2 separate regions of the Hordeum vulgare genome follow, and region 2 is linked to region 1. The links are chromatin contacts, called in public Hi-C maps. All regions are on one chromosome and are shown on one strand. Each heading gives the region's core, a stretch centred on a gene start, on an enhancer-like site or on the middle of the called end of the contact. The rest is flanking DNA. Distances are from core to core; before and after follow the strand shown.

Region 1 (6,105 bases), core at 948-3,447:
GGAGTGGAGCATGGTGGTGAGCTCCTTGGAGGCGACGATGGACTTGTAGATCTCCATGACCAGCCGCTGCTCGAACTCGGACGCGCGAGCCGTGGCCGGCGGCAGCTGCTTCCGCCGCGGCACGCGCCTGGCCCAGATGCCCTCGGGCCCGCCGCCGGGCAGCGCCGTGGCCGACGCCTTCCGCGCCACCGCGAGCATGCCGCCCACGTACGCGTCCCGCGCCCGCGCCAGCAGCCGCCCCGGCGCCGCCACGAGCGCGCGCACACCCCACGTGCCGCGCGCCGCCCAGGCGCTGCGTGTTGCCGCCTCGGGCAGGCGAGTTCACGAGCGTGGCTTGGTCGTGATTGTTTCCACGCCTCGTACCGTCGTGGCTGGACGTGGATATTTTACACCCCCGTTTACACGAGTCGTTCGGAGTCGCTGGGCAATAAAAAACAGCTGGGATTATGTATATTTACTATACATGTCCATATAGAAGATCCACTAGAGATGCTCTAAAGAGGACAAGCACCGAAACTACTGCAAAAAAAAAAGCTGGCCCCGGGTAGCTTTTCTTTTTAGGTCTTGCCCCCAGGTAGCTAGGAGTAGAATCTTTCCAACAAGCTCAAGAACTTTCAATATGCCGCTTGTGTTTATTTAGTGCATGCCGCTACCTTTGTACTTCCTCTGTTCCTAAATATAAGTTTCTAAAAATTTCATTACAAACTACATACGAAATAAAATAAATATATTTTAAAATATATCTTTATACATCTGTATGTAATTCGTACTCGCTGTATTAAAAGCTTTAAAAGTCTTTTATTTAGGAACAGAGAGAGCTTTATTTCTGTCCGGTTCCTCTCGCCGGCGTCCCGGAATAGTCAGTCTCCGTCGCGGTCCAAGCACGTGTGCACCTCACAAGGGCCTCACTCGGTCCAAACTCCGGATCTAGCCCAATCTACTGCACGCTCCTACTACTGTGCTACACTGCTTTAGTACACGGGTACGTACCTTTCGGCAAAGATTTTTTTTCCCCCAATTCAGCAGTACTTCCACCATCCGAGATTTGTTGACGCTTAAATGGATGTACTTCCTCAGCTTTAACTTAATTGCAGCTGATTATAGTCGGGGGGTGAAGAGTGGTGGCAACGTGCGAAAAAAGTTGACCTGTGAGGAAACGTCCATGGGGTTGGGGGCGAAGATTCTCATCGAAAAGTCAAAAGCCATATCCACTAGCTGGCTAGCTAGCGTTTCTGAACCTTCTAGCCACCAGGTCAGCAGGATCCGGGAAGACGGCGTATGTAAGCTCGTGCTCCTGCGATTCCATTGAGACATCATCTTTGAGACTGTGACCACCACCGACGTCAACCATATCTTCGAGGACCAGGGAAAGGCCCTTGCACTATGGTTTCCCAGCAAGAGATTGCTTCGCCATCGAGTTTTGGAGAGAAACAATCTGTGGGTGCAGTGACGATACACTGGAAATGAGTATATGAATATCAAAAATTTACAGGTGCAAGAATATTGTGCAGGAGGAGTTATTCTTAGAATAAATAGGATGACTTTGCAAGGCAGAGGTCTCGTCTCCTCAGGTTTAGGCTAGGGGATGCTTCCATTCCATATAGTACATGCTAAGGGCATCAACAACGGCACTGACTCTCAAACTGTCCATATATATTCCGATCGCGCGGTTTAAATCCTGAAAACCATCCAACACGGTTCTGCATCTATCCGTTGACCGGTCCAGATGTGAGTTTTTTTCGTATAAATCAGAGACAAAGTGAAGGATGGGCTTTGTGGTTGTCCGGACCGCTGCCATGCCCGCTCCTAACTATCATGGCCCATCGAAAACCCTCCATCCATGTTCGGACACGTTCCCCCCTTTTTCCAGTTGTCCGCATTCATATCGTTGTAGAGCGGTCACTTTGCATTGACGCCGGTCCAGAGCGGACACGACCTCTCACTAGCACTGGTACTAAAGCGGTGCGACGGTCGAGAGAGCCGCCTGCGCCGGATGAGGACAAGGTCGTCGATATGGAATACAAAGAAAATCGACGATCAACGGCGCCTTAGGATATGTTTTTAAATATAAAAATGTCCAAACTATAAGGTATGTGCTTTGGTTTGTATGTATACCAGCCGTTTTGCATAAATTTCATGTTTTGTTTAAACAGTCGTTGAAATGTACCTGGGAAGTGTTCGGTGGCTGGCTTTCGCATCCGTGTTCGCGGACTGATCCCCCTATCCACGGACGGATGCAGGAGCAAATTTGCAGGCCAACACGGCAAGCATATCCAACGCTCACCCATAAATCAGATACCGCATCCTTTTATGGATAGGTGAGGACCAGTCCGCGAACACAGATACAAAAGTCAACCATACAATGTATTCACATACATTTCAAAACAAGTTTAAACAAACCGAGCAAATTCCATGCAATGAGATGATTTTCATTCAAGTCGGACGAAAATATTTACATTTTGTACATATTTTAACTTACTATACTGGACTAGGCTAAACCTAGTCTAATGCTGGTGCGGGGATCTCTCCTCCCATGACATGTCATGCCCATGTACCATAGCCCCCCTCATTGGAGTGTTGGAAGCCTTGGAGGGATATGCTTCAGCAAGAGGGGGAAAATAGCCTCCCTTCATCTTCGTGAAGCACGAACCAGAGTTGATTTTCGGGTGGGGGAAGGCGGTCGCCGTTGTCTACGCCTCCGCTTACCAATCAAAACACCGGTTGTGTACCCCGGTGACGCAGTAGCGGTGGCCTTCTTGGGACCCAAGCTGCGGTCACCTCTCATGATCTACTTTTTCTCATTGTTTGTGGTCGTCGCGGACATGCCGTCCTCCTTCACCGACATGGCTTCTTTCCTCACCTGTCTTAAGCGTTGCCGCCATTGCTAGCATCGGATTTGCCGAGAGAAGGCATTGGCCAGCCTAGACGGGCGAGGAAGGGGTGGCGATGTCGATGGTGGTGGCGCCGGATCTAGAGGGTTTGCCGGCAAGCCAACTTCTATCAAGCTGGCTCGCCGGGCAACCTAGGTCGCTTCAATGTCGGAGAACTCTTCTGCTCGTCATAGGCGATGAGGGTGTTGTACAAGGAGTACATGGAGAGAGCGGAGGTGGGGTGTAGTTCTTGTTTGGCCTGGCCACACTTATATAGGACGGATGCAAGGAGCTAGTTAGAGAGGCGTTTAATGCCAACCGATACATGAACGGACATGTGGCGCTCGGGGCGCCGGAGTAGGTTCCTTGACACACTCGTTGGTTAAATGGTAGTAGGCGAGTAAACCAATGTCGTTCCAACGCGGAGAAAAAATGTGGCACAACAGGCGGCGCTCTTGCGTCCACTCTAAACCGTCATAAATGCAGGCAGCTGGCTTTGGACGGGAAATCACACAGGCAAGGGAGGAGGTTTCTTCGTGGGCCAGCTAAGTCAGACGGGGACGTGGCAGCAGTCTAACCCACACCCCCTCCCCACTGTTTGTGTGCGGTTTGCAGGGGGAAAATGCGTCCAAACCATCGAATGAATCTAACACAGGACCGCGTTGGATGGCAAAATATGTCCGGACCTCGCCGGACCGCGAGATCAGTCGGTTCGGCGTTGAAGATGCCCTAATCATCGGCATACAGAAAAACTACATCGGGCAGCTCAAGGTGGATGAGAGCAAGTAGAGGGTTTTGAGTAGCTGAAATCATCGGCATACAGAAATCACGAAGTGGTTTATTAGGTAGCTGAAGCAGAAATTCAAGAAGAAAACTAGCAACATGTCCCTCACAATTGTGCAGGAAACTTGTTTATTATCTTTAGTTTAATATTCTCTTCGTTTATAAATATAAGATGTTTTGGATATTTTGACATGAACGAGTACATCTTACTGAAATGAATGAACAAACACGCCAAACATGTTTATATACATTAAATTTAAAAAAAATACTCCCTTCATCCTGGATTACTTAACACTGAAATGGACGTCTGGTATGCTAACTCACAAGCAAAATATTTCGAAACATTAACATTTGGCTCAGATAGAAGAATTATGCCCAACTCAACCAAAATCAACGCTTTGGACATCAATAAGTTACAGCTGCATGAATATAATTGAGGCTTAGGCCATATCCCAAATTGTATCAGTAGTACCACTTTGCACTCTTATTGCCGACTCAAGAAACAGGGCGGGCTGCTCATCAGTATTCGGTGAACCGAAGCCATAGTTGCTAACTATCTTACATGGGTTACAAAAGTGAATGGAGTGGATGCATAGGCACCCTAGTGTACATTGTCAACTCAAAAGGAATGCCGAGCATCACTTAAAAAGAATACCACACACAGCAGGCAAAATCTGGAAGGACAAAGACGGCTAAACGCTAGCATGCACACCCGCCTCTCTGTTCAGTCTCGGGGACAGGATCTGCGACTGTTTGGAAGTAGCTGAACAGCAGAAAAGAAAAAGGTTGTAAGCAACCAAAATACAACATCACTAGGTGTAACAGCTGCTCTTTCTTTGTTAAACCTAGATAGAGACACATTAATAATAAGCACAAGCTAATTGTTAGATTTCAAAGAGGTGCATATTTTATGTCGTTACGTGTCATCTTAGAAACAATCTTAGGTTCAGCACATCAATTAACAAAACAGTGTTTCCTTTAAGAGCTGTGATGCACATTGACAGTCTTAGCGTCTGAAAAAACATAGAAGTAATGGACAAGCATGAACAGAAGCTTATACACATTCATACTAAAAACTTAAGATTGTCAGAAGCCTTAGACAGGACATCTAAGCAACTGTTTAAATAAAAATCGTCCATAGAGGATATATAACAGAATGCAGCTATCAAAGCAGGTTGGGTATGGACTTCCAGTTTAAGATGACAGAATATTCAAGAAAAAGGAGATGAATCATGTATTCACAAGATAAACTTAATCCATGTTAAACAAAACATTACTAACAAAAAATGATGTAAGTAAGCTGACTCACATGTCCTGGTCACGCTCATGCTCTAGAGCAAGCTTTGCAACAGACAAAAATGCTTCATCGACGTTGTAGTCTTCTTTTGCAGAAGTTTCATAATAAGGAATATTGCCTTTTGAAGAACACCACTCCATAGCTTTTTTCTCAGAAACCTGTGTGAAAATTAGTTAGTGGTGTATCTAGGGACAGTTGTACGTTATATTTGCAACAACAACTGACCACTCTGCTTTTGCCACCATCTACGTCAATCTTGTTCCCAAGTAGGATGAATGGGAATGTTTTGGGATCTGATGGGCTAGCCTAAAATCGAATGGAAAATAGACATGTCAATTAAATTTATCAAGATGCTACAAGCGCTATAAGAGATACAAATCATAGTATTGCAAATCCGTTGGTATGATTAACCATATTCCCAGACATTAAAAAGCACAAAGCAGTTAACCTAATAGCCCACCCAAAAAATACAGAAATCAATTGAAGGGCTTCAAAGAAATCAATTAAATAGCAGTTAACCTAAAATTCAAATACCTGGAAAAGTTCCACGACAATCAACAGTGTAGTCAACAAATGTACTCCGTAAATAATATATTTATGTTTCCAACAATATGTGCATTGCACATCCAGATATTTATAATGTGCTAGGAGAAGTAACATAAGATCTTAGCAATATGACTGACCTTGCTTCGTACTCCAGAATTATCAACATCCCTAGCAGTACGCAAAACAAAATGAGTCTATATTGTGTATGAAGCACTAATCAACTTGAAGTGACCGTTCACATGTCCAGAATTTACATCAATGCCATGACATACGCATCTTCAAGGCAGAAGGCAGTGGAGAAGCTTCAACTAAATTTGAGAGGGGGCTACAAATGAGCTTTGAACAAAGTTGAGGACCCAAAATAGTCTAAATACAAGTGGTAATCTACAGAACTACTTTTTGCTTTCTGTGTTTTTTTTTTGTGTGTGTGTGTGGGGGGGGGGGGGGGGGGGGGGGCATGGACCATGTTGGCCCCCTAACTAAGCTCCGCCACTGGCAAAAGGTTGGGTATTGATATGCTTTCATTGCTCCATTGCAGTTCTAGAGATGTTGATGGCACCTGTGCAACTTTAATAAGTTGCCAGTTTGCATAGCGAAACTGCTGAAGTA
Region 2 (6,105 bases), core at 2,088-4,587, 230 kb after region 1:
ATGAGAATTCAGACACCACCAACAAAACAAGAGGGGATACCAGAGAGCCAGAAGCTAATGAATGTCTCTGTTATCACCTACTGCCCTACTGGAGGTTACAGTGATAGCACTGAATTTCAAGAGAATATTCCGTTAAGTGTCAACATTGAGAGGATGACTTGGAATGGTCTTGCAAGCATGCCAGAAAAAAGATGGCTAACTGATGCCTCAAACACAGAATGCCATCTCAAGTTAAAAGTCTATTTTCCATACTACAATCTCCTTTCCGTTACTTAACTTTTACTCCCTCCGTTCCTAAATATAGGTATTTCTAGAGATTCCACTACAGACTACATATGGCACAAAATGAGTGAATCCACACTATGAAGTATGTCTATATACATCCGTATGTAGTTTGTAGTGAAATCTTTAAAAAGACTTATATTTAGCAACGGAGGGAGTACTTCGCATATATAGGTAGATACCAGGCATGTGATCTCTTTGCTCTTATCGAGTTGGAAGCACAGAAAATAGCTTTAGGCAACTGCGTTCACTGGACCTGTGAAGAAGTGATCCTTAGGTAGATGTTCCATATGATCGAAATGCAGCTTGGTATATATATTTTTCCAACTGCTCACAGTTTCATTATCCTAAGCTAGCATTTCTTTTCGGACATGTCCGTCTATTATGCCCCTTCTCTTTGCAGAAGCTACATGAATAAATACCTGAATTAGCACGGTTAACTTTCTTAATACTCTGTTGCGGTAACCCAGGGCAGTTCCGACGGTTGTGACCCTTTTCACCGCATTGGCTGCAGTGCCGAGGTTGGCGCTCATGTTCATTCTCTGACTTTGGGTTTCCACATGTTCGGCTATTATGTCCCTTTCCCCCACATAACCGGCATCTGAATTGCACTCTGGCTGAAATTTCCCTCACTGTTGGGCAATAGAAGCTTCTATGTCCTTCTTCCCCGCATTTACTGCAGTAAAATTTCACCCCTGCGGAGCATCAGGTGCCAGATGTTGTTCAAGTTAATCGCAAGTTCCATTTTGGTGGGAATCCAGGTGAAAAAAAAGTAATGGCATAAGACGACAACTAATCCTCGTACTACTACTTAAACTAAAAATGAAGAGCATAATAAATGTACTAACTAAGAACATATCGCCAACAGCCAACTGACTAGAAACAGCCAAACTTTGTGAATTGACACAAATTGAGGAAATTGTGAAAATTATCTCTGAAGGAAAGGAAATCCAGTTACCTTTCATGGCAATGCTTCTCTTGAACCGATTCTCAGGATCCCTGAAGAATACCTTTTGTTTTTCAGAAGCATGATTTCTTGCTGCAGCAGTACCTTTTGTTCTCTTCGAGTCAAGGCACAGAGGGGAGGAAATAGATCGCTGTCAGTGCCAGCTCAATTGCTTGTATTGAACAAGAACATACAGTTGCAACAATTGCCAGGATATCTTATTACCTTAATCGCAGCAACTCTTTGAGCATGCAATTTGGCATCTTGGTGTATAATCTTCATGTGCTTAGTAAACAATCCTGTTTTAGCATTCAGACTCTGCAATTATTATTATTAAGCTTTTTAAAAGCCAAAAGCAACTATAGATCTTCAGAAAATTAAAAAAAAGTTTGCAAAGCTGGTATATTTTATATTTCAAAACTGAATTAGATATAACAGGGCTCAATATTTAACTGTTAGGTATGCAGGGATCTAGTGTAATAAGACTAAAACATGTGTAACAGATTGCATATGAACAGCGTTTATTAGTAGGAAAATTATAGTATCATATACCACACTAGCACTAACCATATCAAGAAGCCTATAGCATATAAATTTAGTTTTCAAGAAAGCGCCACTTACTCTTAAAGACCGGCTAATCTTCATGGCAACTTCCGGGGATGGTGATGGATAAGTACGCTTCGATCTTTTTGAGGTGTTGATCTTTATCTCTAGTTTGTCGACTTCATCATCTTCCTTTACTTTCAAGGGAGAACTGCATAGGGGAAAGCACAATATTCTTACTCTAATGATTCAACAGCACTTTTTTCACACCTTCTGCAACAACCTAAGTATGTTGCATCTGGAATATGACATACAGTCATCTACGGCGGGAATCCAAAATGATACCTTTTTTCATCACTATGTAAAAAGCCCTATCATCTATCATTACTTCTTTTAATACAACGGGAATTGCATATTTGTGTCTGTTCTTAAAATTGCTGATGTTGATGGGAACTGTTCTAATCAAACCATTAAAGAGATTTCTCGACAGGAGATCTTTTGACAAGCAGTGTGACAAAACAATAGCTAATTGATGAGATGGCCAAGGTGACACATGGAAGAGATGCAGAACAAACATCACCTAGACCGAACTTCCTCCCATGGTTGTTCATCAATAGATTCTTGCCATATCACACATTCTCCACCACATTGCGTACACATCCTAATCCCCTAGATATACACACACAACAATAAGCTGATAAATTCCTGAAGTGCACATATTTACTTTCAGGGCGATTTACAAGAGGCCGGGAAGGCTCACCTTGCCATTGCACATAGAGCAGTCCAAGCTGGATCTATCTATCCCGCACTTTTTGCAAGGGGTGTATCCCCTACCCCTACAGTTAGGGCAAGGCAGCTCTCGATAGTATTGCCCATTTGGACCAACCCAGGATCTCAGCTTCCCCTTCTCGGCAACCGGGGCAGTATTCCTGCAACCGAAAAATACTCTTTTCAACAAGTAGCTACAGCACAAGAACAAATCTCCAATTCTCAATGGTTTTGATGGTATCCATGGCGAATGCACAATCTCCTAGGAAGTTAGATTGTTGAAGTGTTAGGTAACCCTGAAGGTCTACAAGCTAGTGAGACTGAAGAACCCTCTCCCGCCCCCTCCCTCGTAACTGTGTCAATTCCAACATCATCTGAAATCCACAATGGCCTCCAACGCTCATGAACAACAATTGGGCACATGACGAGAATGCGAGCGAAGGGGGAAACATTACTGCGATGGGCTGGGGCCGACATCTGGGCCGAGAAGGTCGGCCAACGGGTCGTAGTGGAGCTGCAGCAATGGCACGAATAACAACAGCTATGAAGTGCGAGAACCCAAAAGGCTTCCAAGCGAACGAGGACTACCACGTACCGGCGCTCCGGTGGCGTCAGCCGAGGAAGCGGCGGCGTGCCCTCGGCGGGGCAGCTTTGCCGGCCGGGCCCGCACCCGCTCCAGCCTCCATCGAGCTGCGGACGGTGCGGGGCGGGCGGCCGGAAGGCGCAGCAGCATCCTGAGGGGAAGCGTCCAGCGTGCGTGGGAGGACGCGGTGGACTCGGCGTCTCTTGGCTCGTTTGCCACGCGACGACGGGGACGGGGCGGTGGCTCGCGTAGCGGCCGCGTGGCTCCTGGGATTTGTGGTTGGCGTTGCTCTTCTCGAGTTTTTTCACTGTTCTGACCTTATCAGCTGACGCAAAATAAAAACATAAAAGTATTTTACGATTTGACCCTTTTAACAATGCCACAGCCCGTGACGTTTTTGTCCAACTTAGAAACGTCGAACTAGACAGCGTTGCTGCTTCACATTAAAACGCTGAGCTAGACCATGTTGCCTCTCTATAAAGAAACCCCAATGGCTTTGGTATTTCTGCCTTATATGGAAACGCATGCGGCAGCGGTCGTCGGCGCGGCAGCGGTCGTCGGCGCGGCAGCGGTCGTCGGCGCAGCAGCGGCAGCAGCAAATCGTCGTGCAGCGTTGACACATCCGTTTTCTGGGACTCCAAGTACACCCAAGAATACACCGAACGTCGCTCTATGGTCCGTCTCTACCAACCAATATTCGCATCTGTTTATCCTATGCTGCTGCTTGTTACAAGTTTGATGGTGATGGATTAATTGGGTTGCAGGAGCGGTCGCGAGATGGTAGCAGCTTCGCCGCCGAAGACTAGGACGACCGGCCGTGGACGATAAAGGAGATTCAATCGATGCTTCAGACGAGGACACACGCTGCACTCAAGCGTGAGAGAGCTCTCTCATACGCCTTCTCTCATCCAATAAGAAACTCAGTGCATCAACATGTCCACTCCAGCAACATGTTTAATTAGTCTCCAAACGACGATAGACACCTTTGCCCTTTCCGTAAAGGACACGGGGAAAAAGTCAACAGAAAAGACCTAATACAAAATATACAACCTACTACACGCTCTAATGACGAATTATCGTCTTGCTAGGGTTGGGGGTGGTCAAGGAAAATGGCTTTTAACACCGGCATACACAGTGAAAACACGTTGCCCAAGGTGGGGCGATGGCCAGCAAAGGCTTAGGCTGAAGGAAGCCACAGAGTTGGAGAGAGAGGGAGGAGGAGGAATGACAGAGGAAGAGCGCATTGAAGTTGATGTCGGTCACCCACACAGAGTATCGACTGCTTTCCTCGACTATGACTTCCCTTTGTCAGAGAGATTGCGAGAGGCAGCCAAGAGAGAGAGAGGATATTGATGGAGCGGACAGAAACATTGTGTATAGAGAGAGGAGCGCAGTGACCGACTGACTTGAGGCAGCAGGGAGTAACGCCGTTGTATATGGCGTTGGCAGCAAGGGCAGCAACGCCAGTTAGCATGGCGTTTCTATGTGGATCAGAGACGTGAGCTAGTTCGACGTTTGAATGTGGAGGAGAAACGCCCAACTGGACTGGCGTTTCTACATGCAGCAGCAACGCCACGGGTTGTGGCGTTTCTAAAAGGGTCAGATAGTAAAATACTTTCAGATCGAGTTCAGTTTGTGGCAAAGATTATTGAGAGGATCAGAACAGTGCAAAAAACCCTCTTCTCGTTGTTGTTCTCATCCGGCTCGACGCTGCTTTCTTTTTATTATTTTCATAGCATCTCCAGACCCCGTATAATGTCGACCCACAAAAGCCGTTTACGGTTCGCGAAAAATGGGTTTTACGGGGGAGGGTGCGGGGTGTGGAGATGCTATTATACGAGTCCGTTTTGGGGAAGATGCTATTATACGGGTCGTTAATGCGGGGGCTGCTCGGACACCACCGCGTCGACCCGCAAACCGGAAAACCACGCAATAAAACATAGTTGGAATTTGACAGCAATTCCGGCAAATGAATTCGAATTTAAACAATGAAGCATAGTTCGTGCCCGAAATGAGAGCATAGTTTGAAAGACAAACGGAAAAGGACTTCATGCATCCTCGTTCTTCAGTCTGCACCATCGAGTTCATCGCCGCCCCCAAATCCATCGACTCCCTCGAATCCATCGACTCTCCTGAATCCATCGACTGCACTTGTTCCTATGCCGGCACTTGTCCCTACTCCGGCACTCTACTTCGACATCGAAATCATCGGTTTCGATTCCCTAGGAGAAACCATCGCCACCATTGTAACACGCAAGCATCCTCCTCTTCAAGATTTCTCTCCTTGTCATATCATGCCATTCTTTGCTGATGTCGTCCATGTCATTGCGGTTCAAAGTCATGATCCTATTCTCTTCGACAAGAAGGTTGGCCATGGTTTTGTTCTCAGCGGCACGTGCTTTTCTCTCCTCAACTTCCTTGAGCAATTTCCACCTCTCTTGTTCTCTCGTGCCTTCTTATCGGCCAACTCTATCTTTGCATCCAAAGACTTCGCTAGCAATATCTCATTTGATTGCAGCATGGAATCTATCTTGTCCCGCAAGGTCGATGATTTGCGTTTCCTTTTGATCTTCTCCTTTGCCTTTTTGTCACCATCATGCTTGTTTAAGTTTCTTGAGCCATCATCATATTCATCTTCATCCATTTCTGTAAGTGAACCTCTCTTCGGTGGGGATTCTCTGTCAATCAACGTCCATTTATCGCAGTTTTTGAGCAATTCCCAACAATGCTCTAGTTTAAAAAATCTTCCATCGGAAGCATCCATGTCTTTGTACCGTTGTTGGGCATTTTTTCCTACACAACAAAAACAAAGTCAAACTAATGGAACCATTGTACATTATGCAAACTAATGGAACCATTTGATTGCAATCAACTCACACAGTCGGATTCGACAGTTCCACTTGGAGGAGCATTGTGAACTTGTTCCAAGCAAGCTGCCCAACGGCTACAAGTCGGCTTGATCACGTCCCAACAACCTTGGAGT

What was found. Hi-C and Micro-C count contacts between places; a contact is called where the count stands out from the background.
Region 2: a Hi-C map of leaf shows a contact between it and region 1, with 4 times the contacts expected there. The contact joins the promoter of LOC123444267 here to the promoter of LOC123441862 in region 1. A contact is called at or near these places in 4 of 6 Hi-C or Micro-C datasets (leaf and seedling) and 1 of 1 datasets of contacts at active chromatin or transcription factors (embryo).

The regions. Positions count from the first base shown.
Region 1 is chr3H:462,041,083-462,047,187 of MorexV3_pseudomolecules_assembly, forward strand. LOC123441862 reads right to left here and starts at 2,198. Exons shown (of 3, transcript XM_045118061.1): 1 at 2,168-2,198; 2 at 1,229-1,294; 3 at 1-266. The coding sequence starts at 2,198. LOC123444266 (ras-related protein Rab7-like) reads right to left here. Exons shown (of 7, transcript XM_045120943.1): 5 at 5,176-5,256; 6 at 4,963-5,108; 7 at 4,059-4,416. The coding sequence ends at 4,353.
Region 2 is chr3H:462,271,074-462,277,178 of MorexV3_pseudomolecules_assembly, forward strand. LOC123444267 reads right to left here and starts at 3,338. Exons shown (of 8, transcript XM_045120944.1): 1 at 3,135-3,338; 2 at 2,995-3,053; 3 at 2,532-2,700; 4 at 2,352-2,440; 5 at 1,850-1,982; 6 at 1,454-1,546; 7 at 1,241-1,343; 8 at 574-977. The coding sequence starts at 3,272. The coding sequence ends at 625.